Regions from separate parts of the Mus musculus genome. Here region 1 is linked to region 2. The links are chromatin contacts, called in public Hi-C maps. All regions are on one chromosome and are shown on one strand. The core of a region is the stretch at or near the end of the contact, and the rest is flanking DNA. Distances in the headings are between cores, read along the strand shown.

Region 1 (4,139 bases), core at 357-2,856, 210 kb after region 2:
ATCCTTGCATGCTTCCCTTATAGGCAACTGACAACGGTAGGAATGAATGAATAAATAAACCGCTAAGATTTTATGGTTTCTGAAAAAAGAAAAAAGAAAAAGAAAAAGAAAAAAAAAAAAGCAGAACCCTTTCTGCTTTGTCCAGTGCCAAAATACTAGCCCTGACTATACTCACTGTCAGCCACTGCTGGGGAAGGGCCAAAGACCAGCGTCCGGAGGGAGTTATGAAACCGTTTCAGACGAGGATTCAGTAAACATATTCATGGAGAACAAGTCCAGTGTACGTTGTTCAATGAAAAGTTTTTAATTAAGAAATATGCATAATACACACACACACACACACACACACACATATACGGAGTATCCCAGAAAGTAATAATAGATCCAAATCAAAGAATTTTGAGGTTTACATATGTATTCTTTATATGTTGAGTGTGTGTGTGTGTGTGTGTGCGCGCATGTGTGTGTGTGTGTGTGCCAGAGGTGTCATCCTCAGAAGATGTCCGTCTCGCTTTTTTAGACAAGTTCTCACTGGCCTAAGCTCATCAGTTAGGCTAGGCTGACTGGTCAGTGAGCCCAGGGACCCATTTGTCTCTGGCTTCCCACCAGTGGGATTATAGACATACATCACCTCATGGTTCAAGCCCAAGGGCAAAGGGCCTACTATGCAAGCATGAAGAGTATGGAGAGCTGATGCTCCTTTAAAAGACAGGTGTGGCCATATGCTCTAGGTAGCTCAGCACTGGAGTTGGGAGTGATAGGGAATGAGGACAGCCAGTCCTGAACAGCCAGTCTACAGAAATGCCAAGTCTACAGGGTCGACTCCATAGGAAAACAGAGGGAGAACAATAGACAAGACATAGATTTCAATTTGCTGGCCTCCATTCCTTCCCCAGCCACATGCACATACATGCATAAATCCTCCACAACTTTATTAAATATAAATGCCCCGCTAATAACTGAAGAAGAAATGATTGGAGTCTGTAGAGCTGTTTCTAAATTCCTTATGTATTGATCTATCTAGGTAATTACTAGAAACTGATGATAAGCAGAAGATGAGTGTTTACACACCTCCTGAGGAGGATGCGGGGACTCAAAAGGAAGTCATAGGAAACTCAGAACTAGGCAAAGCATTCCACAGTAAACACGGGCCTGTCTAACAGGCACCACAGGAATGCCGGGCTTGGAGGCCAGTGGGATGACTGGCTGGACTCTGTACTAAGAAATACAGACATGGAAGAAAATCTGTATGTTAAAGATAAGAGGGCTTTCAGTGGACGCTTTGCCGAGGGCTTTCAGTGGACGCTTTGCCGATTTCAACTTTTGGATGTGTGGATACCTGACTTAAACCAACAAGCAAAACTAAAAAACAAAAACAAAAACAAAACGTTCCAGTCTGGTTGTGAGGGTGCACACCCGAAATCCCAGCACTTGGGAAGCGAAAACAGGGAGAAAGTTTTAAATGTTCATGATAATCAAGGAATAAATAAAACAAAGCCAAGTGCCACCAGATGGAGAGGGGAGGAGACCTCTTCCCAGGCCAAGTGGCCTGTGAGCCCTCCTCCTCAACAGACTTCTTGGTCCCAGAACAGCCCCGATGAGGCTTTGCTGCACCCGTGTGGCCAACAGGAGGCCTAACAGCAGAGCCGGGACAGACAGGCCCCAGGACACAAACTGAAAGGATAATGCTGACAGGATTCCTACCTGTTCCCCAGCTCAGGGCCAAATCAGTTCATACACAGAGCATCCACTGCAGCAAGGGAAGGGCTAGAGACCAAACGCTAAGGAAGTGGCTGAGATGCAGGATTCAAAGAGCCAAAAGAGCCTTGAAGTCACCTCTGCTGGTCAGAAGGTGGTCGGATGGAGATGGGGACTCAGCAGAAGATGGGGGAGGGGCAGGGAAGAGCAGCAAAACCAGAATCCTGATGGAGGAAGTTCCATCGGGTGGGGGAGGGGTGGTGGGGTAACGTCAGGGAAAGGAGAGGACGAGCTTGTCTGGAGGTCTGAGGACACAGGAGTCAGGCAAAGGGCACCTGAGTGCTCTTCCGGATTACCAAGATGGAACTAAGCTGATGGCCACAGACAACAGTTCAAGTCCTCAGCCTGCTGTTGTAACAAAAACCTACAGAGGTACAGGACTCGGACTTCAAATGTAAAAGCTGCTGTTGAAAGCATGTGAAGAGATCTAATCAGACCGTGTAGCCTTTGACATTTTGTTAGTAGGCATTAATGCTGACCCCGTAATGGCTGATTCGTATTTTCTTAGCTCCAAATGAAGTTTTTAATCTGCATGATGTATTGGACCTATAATTCAGTGGGCCTATACTTTACTAAGGGTGACAGGATTCTTTGACTCTGGGCATTTTCAGAACACAAGTGAGTACCATGTGAGCCCATGAACACACATTCTGGATCAGAGGTGAAGTGTCTTACCACATCCAAACCCCTTGCTCCTGAACCAGAGTTACACCCAATAGGATACTTCTCTACGGAAATTCACGGGATTAAGCTGGTGAGTGTTCCTGGGCAAGTCCCCTGGGTCCTGGGACCTTACTTATCTATGTAACAGGGATAATCTCACACCATCTCCTGAGAATTAGTGAGTTAAGATCTACAGTGTGCCCAAACAGTGACCGACATAGAAAACGTCAAAAGAATTCATCAGTTAAGAGCCACAGCTAATTTTTCAAAATGGGACTGAAATGTAAATCACTAATTTTTTCAAAGCAGGCTTATAAAACCATGCTGCCTTTTTAAACTAATAAGCATGATCGTGACTAGAATTAAATAACGCTACATCCCAGTGCCTCCCTGTCCAGCCCTAAAACTCATTTCCAGGAGAATCAGGCTTAGGGACTTTACTTATTCTGCTCTAAGCCCCTTTTAAACATTTCTTCTCTTCGTTAATCTGTCTGTTGTAATACTGAGGATTGAACCTTGGGCTTTGTGCATGTTAGGCAAGGGTTTCCTGTGACTGAGCCACACTCCCAGGCCAATCCTTTTTAACTTATAATAGCTCTCGTTATGACCACCTCCACACCAACCACTAAAAAGTAAAAAAACATCTGTGTGGCTGATGTGCGTGCATGGGGGAGCCCATGAAGCAGAAACTGGTAGGTGGTGGTCAGCTCAAGTATCCTGGTTGGTAGAATCCCTATCCCTCCCACTCTGGATGTGGACTACGACCCCCGCCATTGGACTACGGCCCCTGCCATTGGACACATCCCCTTCCTCTGGCCACACTCACCTATTGGTGTTCTCCAGCACCTCCACCTTCTTCCGAAGCTCCAAGTTCTCAGTTGAACAAGACTCCACTCTGTGGAGAGAGCAAAAAGACGCTCAACTCTCCACAGGGCAACTGCTCAGCCACGGGACTTTCACAGAGAAAGGAGTGAGGTGGTCAGTAAGGAAGAGCTGGGACAGCCTGACTAGAAAGACAATGAGGGTTCACAGGGACAACACGGCAGGTCAGGGCTCTCTTCAGGAAGTCACGTGGGCTGGACACACATAAATCGCACGAGGCATCTCAATCGGGTTCCCCACCTCTTCCTGCTGATCTCATCCCTCAATAGACCATGGGCTGTAGAGTCACCAGGGATCTGCACTGCTGTGGATCCCTGATACAAAGCTTGAAGCTTGGGTAAAAGGCAGGCAGGACCAGATCCCAGGGCCGTGAAGTGCTGGAGCGTACATGCCCAGAGACACAGAGAAGAGAGACCCATAGAAATAACCTTGATTGTGGATACCTTCAGGACACAATGAAACACAAGAAAACAGAACGGAAGTCCTTAATGCTACATTGCCTACTCCCAAACCAGCTTGGAGAAGGACAACTTTCCATAGAAGCTTCTAGAACTAGTTAGAAGCCGGCCAGGGCTTTACCTCACATGTACAAATAAGAAAGACTCATTGGTGGGTCTTCCAGGGTCGACCTGGAAATCACACCAACTGGTCAGCGGGAGAACTACTTTCTGGGCTGAAAAGAGATGGTCCTTAGTCCTCACGGTTCTCTGAGCCCCCAGGGCATTCCAGGGCTTTCAAAAGAACAAAGGTGCCTTCATGTGTTTTTGCAAAAAATTCTGTCTGCCCACAGCATGCATTAGAGAGTACAGGAAATACCAGAGTCTTATTTGTATCAT
Region 2 (3,799 bases), core at 1,121-3,620:
GGTCTGTGGCATGGGTAAGAAATAAACAATCTCTATATTACCACGCTACACATTTGCGTCTCCTATTCACAGTAGCCTACTTTATCTCCAAGGAATACAGACTTCTCTTTGTTCTTATATTTGTCTAGGTTTTCTTTTATGTCTGAGTCTGTCCCCAAGTTTCTTAGTATTCACCAGACAGCAAATCTAATCAAGTCCCAGTTTCTTCTTTGAACTCTGACACCCAGTCTGAAGAATTTTACATTGTTATACACCCAGTTCCCTTAAAATCCACCTCTGATTGTGCTCCTCCACGGCTCTGAATGCTTCCACGAGTCTCTGTTATACATGAAATGAAGTCCAAATTCAATCTGCCAACCTAGACCTTCCAGCAGGCCTGCCAATCAGGGCACCCTTAACTTATTTCACTTTTCTCCCCTGTTACTGTTCTTTAATCAGATCTTCTTTCTGGTGCCATGTTTTAGTGATTATCCTTCCCAAGTGGGAACATCTTTCTTGCTCCCTCTCTTCAAATCTACCTTGAAATGACATTTCAAATACTATGTATCTCAAAACTGTGTATTTCTAGAAAACATAAAAACAATCACCTTATTTCTATGAGATGGAATTTGTTTCCAGCCTTTGGAATATGGAAACAAATCTCCCTAAACACACACACTCTCATCATGACTCCCCTCATGCATATTTACACAATAGATGTATTTACTTAAGACCCCCTATGTGGGTAGGTAGAAATAGATAGATAGGTAGATAGATAGATTGATAGATAGATAGATAGATAGACAGATTTACAAATAGAGATATGACTGTTTGCTGCAGTTCTGTAGAAATCCTGTAATGGTTACAGATAAAAAGATAAAGATAGATGAGTGTGACAGATTGAATAATAAGACATATCAAGAGCAAAAGTAGAAGCTGGGCAAACAGATTAGACATATGTAATTCCAACACCCAGGAGACTGAGACAGGAGGACTGTCTAGGCTAGCCTGGGCTACCTAATGAGTTTCAGGCTGCCTGAGCTACAGAGACCCTGACTCAACAATGGAAGCCAAAAAAAAAAAGTAGTGTATATACACCATAAGCAAATAAACCAGAGAAACAAAAGATCTAAGATTATAAAATGTTTTATTAGAATAACTGGAGTTATAAATAAGATATTCTTTACAAATATACATGCAAAACCAACCAATGCAAATGTGGATGGCCTGAAAACCTGCGCTGGTAGCAGGTGCTCAACTGCTCTGGCTGGCGCACGCAGGGGCAGTGTGGAAGATGGCAGCTGAGTATGGAAATGTGAAGGAACGCACTAATCGAGCTGTGCCATTCGCACATAACCTACAGCTCAAAGACTGAGCGTGAAAAAAAAAGTGCTAAAGCCATCACATGATCGCCACCTTTCACTTCCATACCGCATGATGGCATTGGAGAGGATCTGCTGAAACAAACCACGGCACTGAACTGGGCTTCCCTCATTTTTCCTACTGTTTTCACATGACTCCCTACGTAATTTGTATTTAATTTATGGCTCACAACTTTTTCCACTAAAGAGTGTTAAGTAATAATCTTCCCAGTGTCAGTACATCTGGGCCACGACACTGACTGCAGACCTGTGGAGCTAAGGACTTGGATTTCTCTTAGAAATGGTTTTGGTGGGTTGATACTGGTTGCCAAATTGACTGGAAGACAACCCCCTGGGCTAGTCTATGAGGGGGCTTCTAAATTGGTTAACTGTGGTAGGAAGACCTATCCAATATGATAGTGCACCCTTCCATGGCCCGAAGTCCCAGGCTGAAGAAATAAGGAAAAATGAGCTGCACACAGACTTCATCTCTCTCTGCTTCCTGGTGTGGACACAGTGTGACCAGCTGCCTCACGAGTGCCAGCCTTCCCTGCCATGATGGACTGGACCCCTTCTTAAACCACAAGTCAGATTAAACCCTTCCTCAGTTTGCTTTTGTCAGGAGTGTTGTTGCAGAAATGATAAAGGTAATTAATACGGGGCTATATCTTAAAGTACCCTGATCTCAGAAAACAGAGGCTAAGAGCCAATCGCAGTAGATTGGTCCCCTTATAATCATACGTTTTTGAAGTAGGGATGAGAGTGAAGAAGTACAGGAGGCAGGACAGGTTGTGCCGATGACACCCAAACCTGATCACACAGCACAGATTTCCTAGGCTCACACACAACACAGGCCTGGCATGAGAAGACATGCAGAAACACTGACATATGCATGTGCACGCACACCCATGTTGGCATAGGCACACGCAAACACACAGGCGCACATGCACGCACAAGCCCCAGCTGCTTCCTAGCTTTTCATTCAAGGTTGTAGAGATAAAGTGACCTAATTTCATAACCTAGTTTAGAGCAACTCTGGTTCCCTAATCTTGTCTCTGAACTGAACCGTGAGGCAATGGACCAACTGTTCTGTCTCTACCTGCTGGGGAGAAAGCACGTGTGTGCTTAGCGTCATCAGCTAGAGAAAAAGAGGTTGGTGTGGATGGGCAGAGGGCGGGAGGGGGGTTGTTTCGTTTGAGCAGAAATTCTGTTTCCCAGGGAATGCTGGATGGAAAGATGTGATCCAGTGGAGAAATGGAAGGGAATTGGAGCTAAAGATGTTGAGCTTAAGATTGACAGGAGCTTTAGGGAAGAGCCTGTGGATTCCCCAGCCCTGTCCCCTCCCCCTCTTCCACACTGGCTTGGACTTGCTCCAGACAGCCTAAGGGGCAAGGCATAATTATAAAACAGTTTGGACAGAACAAAGGCCCACTTCCAGAGTTACTGGCTACAGTCTTAAAGACAGAGGAGAGCTCTAACTGTAAACTGAGTCACCTCTGCAGGGGAGGCATGTGACATTTAAGAAGACACATATTATCTATGGCACTGACACACTTCTAAATGGGCTAACTCACTCGAAACTGAGAGCTTGGATTCCGGCCCAGGAGACAAGAATATTTTTGGTTTCTATTTTGGACATTACTTCCTCCCCATTCTAGTAATTTAGCTTATTTCTTCCCAAACTGGTTTGGCTGACATGTATCTTCACGGTGTCAGAGGGAACGGCCTCTACAGGTTGTCACTGGGAGGGTGAAGGGAGGCCACTATTAGAAGCAGAAAGACCAAGCCTCTCCATGTGTATGATCTCACAGTGCTGCAATAGGAAAGACCGGGGGGTGGGGGTGGGGAGTGGGGGCGGGGTCACTTGGCACTGGAACAGGTTATATTTGGAGTCATGCTTAGCAAGCTTTTCAGGAACTAGAGATGATGTGAGTTCCCATCAGTTTCCAAGGGTAAGTTCACTTCTTACTGACTGAGCAGAGGCATTACAATCAATTTATGCCCTGGCATCAGTAACAAGGCAGCCCTTGGGCTGTCATGCACTCTCTGCTTTAAAGAGAAAACAAGCAGAAGACGGTGCCTGGCTCTTCAGGTAGCCAGAGCCCTAACTGAAGGTCTCACAGAAGTTAAGCAAGAAACACTAACTGGTTTCTGTTTGTAGGTTAATTCACTATGAGCAGAGGAACACACACACACACACACACACACACACACACACACACACACACACACACACACACACGGTGAAGGAAGTGAAAAGTATCACATTACATAGATAAGAGATGATCCCTGCCTGGGGATGGGAGTGGAGACAGAGACAGAGAGAAACAGGGAGAGAGGGAGAGACAGACAGACAGAGAAAAGACAAAGAGACAAAGACAGATGAGAGGAAGGAGATAGGGAGAGGGGGGAAGGAAGGTACAGAAAACAGCAGTCTACATGCTGGGTTGGGCCCAGTG

Evidence for each region. A called contact is a pair of places that touch in the nucleus more often than the background predicts.
Region 1: a Hi-C map of the N1E-115 cell line shows a contact between it and region 2, with 4 times the contacts expected there. The contact joins two enhancer-like sites. A contact is called at or near these places in 1 of 15 datasets of contacts at CTCF or cohesin (embryonic stem cells), 7 of 484 Hi-C or Micro-C datasets (the N1E-115 cell line, differentiating spermatogonia, embryonic stem cells and 1 more), 5 of 115 datasets of contacts at active chromatin or transcription factors (acute myeloid leukemia, embryonic stem cells and fibro-adipogenic progenitors) and 1 of 9 other capture datasets (embryonic stem cells).

Annotation. Positions count from the first base shown.
Region 1 is chr6:37,350,310-37,354,448 of GRCm38.p6, forward strand. It overlaps Creb3l2 (cAMP responsive element binding protein 3-like 2), which reads right to left. Exons shown (of 12, transcript NM_178661.4): 8 at 3,248-3,316. Among named protein-coding and RNA genes, the nearest start is that of Dgki, 52 kb to the left of the region's middle. Within about 2 kb of position 1,607, at least 24 of the 459 cell types and tissues checked have an H3K27ac peak or open chromatin away from gene starts, as enhancers often do. A contact at or near this core is called in the N1E-115 cell line, where this site is marked.
Region 2 is chr6:37,140,846-37,144,644 of GRCm38.p6, forward strand. The region is part of intron 2 of Dgki (diacylglycerol kinase, iota); the gene reads right to left. Among named protein-coding and RNA genes, the nearest start is that of Dgki, 160 kb to the right of the region's middle. Within about 2 kb of position 2,371, at least 39 of the 459 cell types and tissues checked have an H3K27ac peak or open chromatin away from gene starts, as enhancers often do. A contact at or near this core is called in the N1E-115 cell line, where this site is marked.